Linked DNA regions of Mus musculus: region 2 is linked to region 1. A link is a contact called in public Micro-C data. All regions are on one chromosome and are shown on one strand. The core of a region is the stretch at or near the end of the contact, and the rest is flanking DNA. Distances in the headings are between cores, read along the strand shown.

The links. A called contact is a pair of places that touch in the nucleus more often than the background predicts.
Region 2: a Micro-C map of embryonic fibroblasts shows a contact between it and region 1, with 16 times the contacts expected there. The contact joins two enhancer-like sites. A contact is called at or near these places in 5 of 39 promoter capture datasets (cranial neural crest, frontonasal cranial neural crest, hippocampal neurons and 2 more), 12 of 484 Hi-C or Micro-C datasets (cardiomyocytes, cerebellum, cerebral cortex and 5 more) and 2 of 115 datasets of contacts at active chromatin or transcription factors (embryonic forebrain and forebrain).

The regions. Positions count from the first base shown.
Region 1 is chr3:45,378,011-45,383,567 of GRCm38.p6, reverse strand. Pcdh10 (protocadherin 10) reads right to left here and starts at 5,170. Exons shown (of 5, transcript NM_001098172.1): 1 at 1,685-5,170; 2 at 1-37. The coding sequence starts at 4,315. It overlaps 2610316D01Rik (RIKEN cDNA 2610316D01 gene), which reads left to right and starts at 5,308. Exons shown (of 9, transcript NR_045172.1): 1 at 5,308-5,426. Within about 2 kb of position 2,352, at least 18 of the 459 cell types and tissues checked have an H3K27ac peak or open chromatin away from gene starts, as enhancers often do.
Region 2 is chr3:51,166,554-51,172,110 of GRCm38.p6, reverse strand. No RefSeq gene overlaps it. Among named protein-coding and RNA genes, the nearest start is that of Gm35891, 40 kb to the right of the region's middle. Within about 2 kb of position 2,495, at least 6 of the 459 cell types and tissues checked have an H3K27ac peak or open chromatin away from gene starts, as enhancers often do.

The DNA of each region.
Region 1 (5,557 bases), core at 1,103-3,602:
CAACTAGATAGCTGAGCTCTGCTCGCTGGTGTTTATTCTAGGAAAAAATAAATAAATAAAGAGCACTAAAATTCAGAGAGAACAACGACCATCCTGCTTCTGAGAATAAGAACTCAGAATGTTGGATTTAAGCACATGTATATATTGTGCTTAAGGAATTTTAAGGTTTTCATAGGGTCACAGCCTGGTGATTGCTGGCTAGGAACAAGAGAAACATGTAGAGACATTTGAATCTAGATTTCTTTGATACAGGTGATATGTTTTTTTCTTTCAAAGCAAAGCAAAACAAAGCAGACTTGCTGGCCCAGAGAAAATGTGTCTTATTTAAAAGGAGAATGCAAAAAAAAAAAAAAAAAAAAAACAAAACCAAAACAAACAAAACCCTTATACCTAGGTTTAATAAACTGTTGCGTCTACCATAAAATTACTCTAATCATAGTCTGCATCTTGTCTTTCAATAGTCTACGGAGTGTTTAAGTGGATACGGATGGACACAAGAAAAAACAGCACGCTCAATAAGAAAAAGTTTGGATATTTTCTCAAATTATTTTGTTGTTTATTTTTCAAAGTTACTTAGGATACAAGTGAGCTATACAAATATTCGTGAAAGTCAATCAGTTATATCTTAGACTCAAAATAAGGAGATGCCAAGAGTGACTGTCATAACACTGCTCCATTTTCCCTCCAGAGGCCCTCTGCAAGCTCCCCAAGGCCCACACACCTTCCCAGTCCAAACTTTGCTTTACAAGGCTCTCCCCACTCCCCACCCTCCAACTTTCCACTATGTCTCTACCTTTTAAAAAGAAATTGAAATTGACAAGCCAAATTCTTTGCTGAAGAAAGAAGCCAACAGTAGGCAATTCCTACAAAACAAAAACAAAAAAACCAACAAAAAAACTAAACTAAAAGTGGCAAGGAAGTAATTATTATTGAATGATATATTTAAGACAGTTGTTCAAGCTTTCAGTTAGTTTACTCTTACAGGATTCTGTGCCAGAGGAACTTCATTCAAATTCACACTGTGTGGGCATTCGGCTTCAAGAGCTTGTGTTAAAGCTGTCCAGAGCAGAATTGACTTGGTGGTTGTGTTTTTTTTTTTGTTTGTTTTTTTTGTTTTTTCTTTTTTTTTCAGAGAAGGAACTGATCACTAAACATGCAATCCAATTTAGGCAACCATATAAAGTTAAACAATCTATTGCTTACTGGTACACGCGACTGAAAACAGTGATAAACAAACCAAAATGGAAGCAACTTTATTAATGCCTGGGACAGATGCAAAGAGAAAAAGACCTTTGTCAGTGATTGGCCCCTCCCCCACACTTCTCTCTCCCGCCAAGCTTTTTCTCATATATTCCCCAGATTTCAAAGAAGGCAGGACCATAAATGTAGAAGAGGGAGGAGGAAGCTCCAAGGTTGCAAAGAAGCAAAGGGGGGGGGGGGTGCTGGGAGGGGGGAATGAAAATAAAATCAAAGGGGTGGAGTGCAGTCAGAACACAGAACACAGAAGTTAGGTTACACACCAAGAGGTGATAAAAGGTGACCCCCAATCCTCCCCTTCCCTCAGCCACACAAACACGCTAACACCTGAAAATACACAGTGCACCAGAAGAGATGCAGGGCCGGGCTAAAGGAGGCTTTCTGATGGAGGAGATGAGAGATGGTGCTTCTTTCCCTTCAGCCTTACCTCGTTGGACAAAATGCTTCCGTTGGAAATGATGTCTGGTTGCTGGTCGCTGTACCCGGTGACGATGGCTCCGCAGGGATTGTGCTCAGCATCTGTACTCCGGGAAGGGCTGCAGGGCTTCAGGAACATCAGGTCGGTCTTGGCGGACTCCGGGGTGAGGCAGACCTGATAGCAATAGTTCTGATTGTGGTGATGGGAACCGAAGCCTCCGGACTCCTCTACCGGCACCTGGGCCGGGTTGCTAGGGACGTTGGCGCTCTGCACCAACATGATATCTGACTTGCTGAGTTTCTTCTTGCGCGCCCGGGCTTGGCGGCCGCAGCAGGTGGAGCTCCCATTGCCGCAGCAGCAGCAGCAGAGGCAGCAATCGCTCGCGAGACACGTGTAGATGTTGAGTTTTTTCTCTTTCTGACAGCGCACGGCCAACACGATCATGGCCAGCAGGAAGATGAAGGACACCGAGCCCAGGGCGATGATAAGGATAAGTGTGAGGTCCAGTGAAGTTTCCCCGCCGCCAGAGCGGCTGGGACGCAGGTGTTCCCCAGACCCTCCGCCTCGGTCCCCGCCCCCGCCCTGTGGCTCCACCGCTCCATCCACCAGCTGAACCACCAGGGTGGCTGTGGAGGACAGGGGCGGCTGCCCGTGGTCGCGCACCTCGATCACCAGCTCATAAGGCCGCTGGGGGTCGCGCTTGGCTGGGACCCGGCGCGCGGTGCGGAGCTCTCCGGTGCGCCAGTCCAGTCGAAAGAGGTTCATTTCGTTGCCCCGCACTATGCTGTAGGTGAGCCTGGCGTTCTCGCCGTCGTCCGCGTCCACTGCGGCCACACGAGTGAGCAGGTAGCCGGGTTCGGCAGAGCGCGGCAGCACCTCGCGGGCTGGAGTCCCGTTGCGCCCCGGAAGGGGCGCCACGATGGCGGGGGCGTTGTCGTTCTGATCCACTATCAAGATGTTGACCGTGGCATTGCCGGCCAGCGCCTGGGGACTGCCGGCGTCCCGGGCTTCTACTTGAAAGCTGAAGTCCTTGATCTGCTCATAGTCGAAGGATCTCAGGGCGTACAAGTAGCCGTTGTCTGAGTTGATGGACACGTAGGTGAAGACACTCATTCCTTGGATCTGGCACTCTAGGATAGAGTAGGTTAATTTTGCATTGGCCCCTTCGTCGCGGTCCGTGGCGCTCACCGCGTAAATGTAGGCACCCGGCACATTGTTTTCTGTCACATACACGTCGTAGACCGGCTGGCTGAAGCGCGGCGCATTGTCATTCACATCTGACACTTGAACCTGGATCGACTTACTGGTGGAGAGTGCAGGCTCGCCCCGGTCGCGGGCCACCACGGTCAGGGTGTAGGAGTCCCCAGCCTCTCGGTCCAAGGGGGCTTCGGTCACGATAGTGTAGTAATTCTTGAAGGAAGACTTGAGGCGGAACGGCACGTCTCCCAGAAGCTCACACTGCACCTGCCCGTTCTCCTCTGAGTCCCGATCGGTCACGCTGAACAGAGCCACCACCGTGCCAGGGGCCGCACCCTCGCTCACCGCCTCTTTCACTGTGCTGAAGCTGATCTCTGGTGCGTTGTCGTTGGCATCCAGCACTCTCACCAGAACCTTGCAGTGCGCAGGCACAGCATTGGGACCCAAGTCCTTGGCTTGGACATACACCTGATACACTGGGCTCTCTTCATAGTCCAGCTCGCCGCTCACCTCCAGCCGGCCGGTGCGCGGCGACAGTCCGAAGAGCTCCCGAGCCCTGGGTGAAATGTGACTACTGAACGAGTACACGACCTCGCCATTCTGGCCTTCATCAGGGTCGGTGGCATTAAGCTGGATCACTAGCGTGCCAGGGGGAGAATTCTCTGGTAGGGAAACTGTGTAGACGGGTTGGTCAAAAGCGGGCACATTGTCGTTGGAGTCGAGCACTCGGATGGTGAGCAAGGCCGTGCCAGTACGCTGCTGCTGGGGGGGCAGGCCGGCTCCCCCACCGCCTCCCCCTCCTTCCCCTCCTCCTCCCCCTCCTCCCCCGTCCACCGCGGTCAGCACGTAGCGGTGCACCGCTTGCTGTTCTCGGTCCAGTGGCTTCTCCAGGACCAGTTCGGCGAATCGGTTGCCATCTCCCTGGGTCTGTACGTCTAGCGAGAAGTAGCTATTTGGGGTTATCTCGTAGTCTCGCAAGGAGTTGGTCCCCACGTCTGGGTCGAAGGCGCTCTCCAAGGGAAAGCGGGTGCCTGGCGTGGCGCTCTCTGAGATCTCCACTGTCAGGTCGGGCTCTGGGAAGGAGGGAGGGTTGTCATTGATGTCCAGCACTTCGATCTCCACTCGGAACAGCTCCAGCGGGTTCTCCAGAAAGACCTCCAGGTGCAGGACACAAGAGGGGCTCTGCTTACAGATTTGCTCGCGATCTATCTTCTCGTTTACGTACAGAACCCCGGTCTCCAGATTGAGGTCCAAGTAAGGGGTCCGTGAGTTGGCCACCGTCTGAAACCTGCGAGCTGAAAGTTTTGTAATGTCCAAGCCCAGGTCTTCAGCGATATTCCCCACGAAAGTGCCATGTTCCTGCTCTTCCTGCACAGTATAATGAAGCTGGGAAAAGACTCCGTCCACCATCCAGAGCAAGGCAAAGAATAACAGCACAATCATTTCCAAAAGGAAAAGGAAGCAGCTCCCCTGTAGCCAGCCAGCCACCCCGATCACCGCCCCCCAACCACCACCACAAAAAGAATAATAATAATCTAAAAAATATAAATAAAAGTGTGCTGCGTGGGGGGGGGGCTCCTGTGGCTGTATTAAAATTTTGATTCCTTTTGCTTCATTTTAGAGCGTCTCCAAATCGAGCCTCATTTTTCAATCTTAGCGCAGAAAGGGTGACAGATGTCCCCTATGCTCAGCCGTAATCTTCCCACTGACCAATTAATAAAATAACGATCATACAATAGTCAGCCTCCTTTATTCCGACAGTGTTGGCGCAACGCGGCGCTGGCAAATCCCAAGGAGGAAATTTCGATATTTCAAGACTGTCCTAGGTTTGTCTTCCTGCTGATGGGAGGAGAATGTGGAGGAGGAAGAAGAGGAGAAGGAGGAAGATGAAGAGGAAAAGAAGGTAGAGGAGATGCTGCCGGCACCACTGAACATGCCTCTTGATATCAACGGCTGGCAAACGCGAGCGGGGTTAAAGACAGCGAGAAAAATTTTTGCTGGAAAAACACGGAGCCGTTCTGCAGCATAAAACTTTCATTCTCTTCATTTCTCCGGATGGACGTTCCTCTTGTCATTTTCTTCCCTCTGTCTCTCTTTGCATCTCTTGGCTTTCATAGTCTTGTGTCTATTCTCAACTTCACTGGCTCTGGCTTTGCGTGAACACAACCAGCTATTTCTTTTCTGCTGTTTCCTTTGCAAGCCTCTCTCCCTCTAACCTGCCTCTTCTCCTCTCAGTCCATCCTGCCTCCTGCTTCAGCCCCAATGCTTGTGATCTCGGCTGGCAGTTTCTGAGCTCCGAGCGCTCCGCTTCTCTGTTTTTGCGCAGCGCCCTCATTCTGCCAACCAATCGCCGAGGAGCACCACCCACCGAGCGACTGTTCGTTGGCTAAAGTGGCCGTCAAGTAGTTACGTCACGCGGCAGCCAGGAGGGGCGGGGCAGAACGCTCGCTTTGGCTGCGGGAGTGAGTGTGAGTGTGAGAGCAAGAACAGCCCGCAGGTCCCGAGGCGCTTGCAGGGGACTCTGCCGCGGAAAGTTCCCAGTCCCCAGCCGCAGGTAATGGGCAGGGAATAAGAGAGGTTCCCCTGTTTGCATCAGCAAATACGAAAACATAATAGCAACAGCTGCGGTAGCCTCTCCAAGGAGCGGGGTTTCCAGTGACGCTAACATTCTTTTTTTCCTTTAAG
Region 2 (5,557 bases), core at 1,246-3,745, 5.8 Mb before region 1:
GAATCAAGCTACTTATTTTATGAGGTGGGGGAGAGGGGAGAGAGGAGAGGGGAGAGGGGAGAGGGGAGAGAAGACAAGAGGGAGGAGAGGGGGAAGGGGAGGGGAGGGGGAGAGGGAGGGGAGGGGGAGAGGGAGGGGAGGGGGAGAGGGAGGGGAGAGGGAGAGTGGGGAGGGGGGAGGGGAAAGGGGAGAGGGGAGGGAGAGAGGAGAGTGGGGAGGGGGGAGGGGAAAGGGGAGAGGGGAGGGAGAGAGGAGAGGGGGGAGAGGGGGAGGGGAAGGAGGGAGGGAGGGGGAGAGGAGACTTATGCTATGTGTACTAATAACAATCATGATCAATTAGCCTTTCTCTTATTTATTCATTTATTTATTTATTTATATTTATTTGGTTTTTTGAGACAGGGTTTCTCTGAAAAGTCCTGGCTGTCCTGGAACTCACTTTGTAGATCAGGCTGGCCTTGAACTCAGAAATCCGCCTGCCTCTGCCTCCTGAGTGCTGGGATTAAAGGCGTACTCCACCGTGTGAGGGGATGTGGGCTTGAGTGTGGAAGCCAGCGAAGCTGGTTTGTTCCTTTCAGTGTGGAATCTCGAGGCATGCAGGGTGAACACTTTGACCCACTGACCCATCTCACCATCACTTCTTTGTTTTAAGATTTGGGGTTTTAGAGTGAAATTTGTTAACTTTCACTTTTTTTTTTTTTGGCCTTGAGGTTCATTTATTCATTATCTATCTATCTATCTATCTATCTATCTATCTATCTATCTATCTATCTATCTATCGATACTACACATACACCTTTCTGAACTCCTGCATTGTTAAAAATGAGGAGGAGTTGGGAGAAGGGAGAAGTGCCACCCGAATATATTGTATGAGAACAAACCACCGGGAAACTTGAGTTTGTCCTTAAAAGCCAAGGCCTCTCCCGGGTGCAGACTAGCATGTATCTTCAAGTCTGGGGTTAGAGCTTTTCTTTTTGGGACATGCTCCTCCCATTGGAGCCTGGTGCTTTTGACCTGGACCCACCCCATTGTGAGGGCTGACGGGTATCGTTCTGTAAGACACAGACTTGCTGATTTCCTTCAGAATGGAGCATGCCCTCAAATGTCCATGCGTGGCTTCCTTCCCTTATCTTTTTGACTTGGAAGGACAGACAGGGATGGCTGTCAGCTAGTCTTTGATGTGGGGGACAATGACTAATAAAAACATTGAAATCATCTTCTCCTCCTATTTCACTTGACTCCCGGTGTCTGTCGCAGACCCTGCCTGATTGACAGAATATTACCCAGATAACCCCCTTCTTAAGTGGCGGCGAGGCAGCAGCGGGCAGTTTTTCATTTAGAGTCTATCAGCTGAGAATTGATAAAGTCATCATGGAACAACTGTAGTTTGACCCCGACCTGACAAAAGAGATCGAAAATGTCTTGGATAGAGAGAATCACGGGGCTGGCTCCATCCCTGCCTGGGAAAAAGCGTTGGAGTGGGCCAAGGGCTAACACCCAGGCACTCCACGAGTATGTTTAATAACTGAGAAGTAAATAATGAAAGGGATGTCAATAAACAATCGCGATTTAATAAATTATTCATTTTAACAATCCTACCAGTGTTTGCCCAGGGATGTAGTGTTTTTTTCTCCATCTGCGGTATTGGTCTGAACCTGCCTGGTTGCGGAGCTGTTCACCATCGTTGACAGCAGGGGGCACTCACGTCACGCCAGAAACATGCCAAACTCGTGGTTTATGTAGGAGGGAAAGATGGAGCAGATAGAAAAGCTTCAAAAGGAGGTGGAGGGGAATATAGAAAATGAGTGGAGAGATACTGAAATGAAAAAAAAAAAATTTCCGCAGGCAGATCAAATTCACCCTTGCACCGAAGCAAAGCGTAAAGAAATAAATAGAAAACAGTCACTCTATATTTTGCTGGTTAAAATAACTTATTTATTTGAAACTCATAAGATGACAGATTTGGAGCAGTCAGGGCAAGGGCAAAAGAGATATTCGAAATTTAACAGATTTATTTCCATCTCGAAAATTCCACTGTGATTTTTTTTCAGGAAAGACTCCCAGATCACAACTGATTCTCTTGGGCTGATGTGAAACACGCACACAAAAAAATGATTAAAAAAAGCAAACTTCCAAACAACCCCCAAACAGCTGTTGAGGGGCTATAGACTGTGTGTTCTTCTTCTTCTCCTTAGAGGCAAGGTCTCACTGTGGAGTCCGGGATCGTCTGGAGTGTTGGGCTCACAGGTTTCCGCGCCTTTGTCCAGCTGCCGAAGCCTTTGGAACAAAGCCCCACCACAGTTTAAGGCTAAGTTTTCTCGGAAATGAACTCCTAGGGTCAGTTCGCCTCCGTGTGTGCTTTCTTTTCTCATGGACTGTGTGACAGTCCCCACTTTATGAAACTGTCCCATGTGAGGCCACGCTGCTTTTACACATTGAAGAAAGGCCGTCGTGGTCCCCGGGATATTTACTGTGAACCCAAGGCACAGAAGAATGTGTTCTCGATCGATGGCCATGCAGATGCTAAAGCGAGTGGTATTTATTTATAATAATGCGTGAGGCGGCCCGCAGGGAAATGTCATCTTGTTTGTAATCAATCTCGGTGTGAGGCTCCTGCTGCAGCACAATCAGGCTCTGCATTAAGTGACAAATTGGCTTCTTCTCCTCATTCGGACTGTCATTTCTCTTCAGTGGGGATACATCATCTCTGTTACAAGGCCTCGGAGCTTGTACCACACACAGATACACATGCATATGCAGGCCCTGCCAACGTACTCGGGATAAAAGCCTCCAGCGATAGCGGGTATGACAGGAAACAGGAAAATGAGAAGGGCCCCCTGTGCTCACCGTGTCTTGCCGCCTGGTGATGTCATTGTATCCCGTGAAGGCGTGTCACTGTTAGGGATTGAACTGTCTCTCAAAACCTGTGCGTTGAAGCTCTAACTGCCAATGCAACAGCATTTTTTTAAAAAATGATTTATGTGAATAGGTGTGAGGGCGTCAGATCCCTGGAAGTGGAGTTACAGACAGTTGTCAGCTTCCATGTGGTTGCTGGGAATTGAACCTTGGTCCTCTGGATTGAAAGCAGACAGTGCTTTTAATTACCGAGACATCTCTCCAGTCCACAAAGTTTACTGCCCCCTCCCCGCCTTTTTTTCCTGAGATAGAGTTTCTCTATGTAGCTATGGCTGCCTTGGACTCACAAAGATGCCTGCCTCTGTCTCCTGAGTGCTGGGATTCACAGTGTGGGCCAACACTGCCTGGCTGCCACGGTGATAGTATTTAACAACAGGCTCAGGCTTGAGTGTACCATGATAGAAAAATTGAGACTCTATAGGCTTAATCTCTAGCTATGCCTTCATCCCTAAATAGGCCATTTAGGGGGTAATTAAGGTTAGATGAAGGCCCAGGAATGGCACCCTAATCCAGCTCAGCTGGTCCTCTTAGTACCCCTCTTTTGGAGTCTTTGAATCAGGGATTTACTCAGTAGCCCACATTGGCTTGGAACTCACTAGACCCAGGCTGCTCTTGAATCCATTATGTGGCCTAGACTCGTCTTAGACTCATGGTCTTCCTGACCTGTATTATGGGCATCATGTCCAGCCCTCCATAGGCCATTATCCAGTTTTCTTTTTTTCTAAAACAAACCTGGCTGTCCCGGAACTTGCTCTGTGGACCAGGCTGGCCTCGACCTCAGAGATCCACCTGCTTTTGCCTCCTGGGCCGGGATTAAAGGCACGCGCTTCCATCACCTGGAGACACACAACTGCTATTTGCTGCTGCTATTCTAAAGTGAGGAAGGGATGCTAGATGTGAATAAGGATTTTCCTCTCTGAGTATGAAGGTAGCCACCTGCTCAGAAGAGACTTTGGACTTTTAAATAATGTTGAGACGATGATAGACGATTGGGACTTTGCAAGTTGGACTGAACTCAGTTTTGCATTATGATAAGACTATAAGCCTTTGGGGGGCAGGGGGGTGAATAAGAATGGCTTCCCTTAGAGTCATATAATTGGATGCTTAGTCATCAGGGAATGGCACCAGTTAGAATGATTAGGAGGTGTGGCCTTGTTGGGGAACACACCAACAGGAGTAGGTGTAGCCTTGCTGGAGGAAATGTGTCACTGGGGGTGGGCTTTGAGATTTCAAAAGATCAAGACAGGCCTCTTGTTTCTCTGTCTTCCTGCTGCCCACAGATCCAGCTGTAGACCTCTCAGCTGCTTCTCCAGCATCATGTCTGCTTGCATGCTGCCATGTTCCCTGACATGATAAGAATGGACTAACCAACTGTAAGCCAGCCTTGGTTTCCTTTATCAGAGTCGCCGTGGTCATGGTGTGTCTTCACCGCAATAGAACATTGACTAAGGCAGACTCAAACTTGCTTTCTTTTACATAGGAGGATGAAGGGGCTGGCTCCAAGCTGGGGAGCTGGCATTTTGATGTTGGACTTCAATTTACTAGAGCTGGGAAAGAGATTTCTGCTCTTTCAGTTTCTCAGTCTGTTGGGTTTTGAAATTTAATTTAAAAAATATTTTGTATCTCTCTCTCTCTCTCTCTCTCTCTCTCTCTCTCTCTCTCTCTCTCTCTCCCTCTCTCTCTCTCTCTGTATGTGAGTACATGTGCACATGCCATGGTGCACATCTGGAGGTCAGAGGGTAACTTGTAGGAACCAGTTCTCCCCGTCTCCCACGTTGGTTCTGGGGCTAGAACTCAGGTTGCCAGGCTCGGAGGCATGCACATTTGCTCGCTAAACCATCTTATTGCTCCCAGGCAATGGATTTTGTGTGTGTGTGTGTGTGTGTGTGTGTGTGTGTGTGTGTGTGTGTGTGTGTGTGAGAGAGAGAGAGAGAGAGAGAGAGAGAGAGAGAGAGAGAGAGAGAGAGAATCTAAGCAGACAGAAGCAAAATCAGCAATAGGAAGTGGAGTGTGGCTCTAACAAATATCTAAACTTGTGGAAGCAGCCTTGAACTGAGAGCAAGGTATATTCTCAGAAAAGCCGAGAAGGGCTCAGAAAGGCAGGGAGTTCTCTCTAGAGGAAGCTTCAGGTTTCTTAGAAAATGCATAAGTGATCATGAATAGGATGGTGGTGAGAACAAGGATGGGGAAGGTCATTCTGGTGACATCTCAGACGGACGCAGGGAGCAGCGTGTCATCGGCAGCGGAGGGGGAGTGCCTTTACAAAGAGAGCACCTTGGGCAGAATTGTTTCATGTTCTGATGTTTGGTGGAAGGCAGAGCTCACAAGCAATAGAATTGGATATTTAGTGGAGGAGCCTAGTAAAATATTTTTAGGAGAGCATAGGTATTCTCTCTCTCTCTCTCTCTCTCTCTCTCTCTCTCTCTCACACACACACACACACACACCGTTTTATTTTCTTTTTCATTTCTCTCATCCAGTCTTCCTCCCTTGCCCCTAAGCATCTCTTCCTGGCTCCCCATCTCCTCTCAGATTCCTTTTTGCTTTCTTTCTTGTTTCTAAAGATTATTCAGTATGTCGTGTACGTGTGTGGACATCTTCAGAGTTGACTCTCTCATTCCACCACATAGGCTCTGGACTTTGA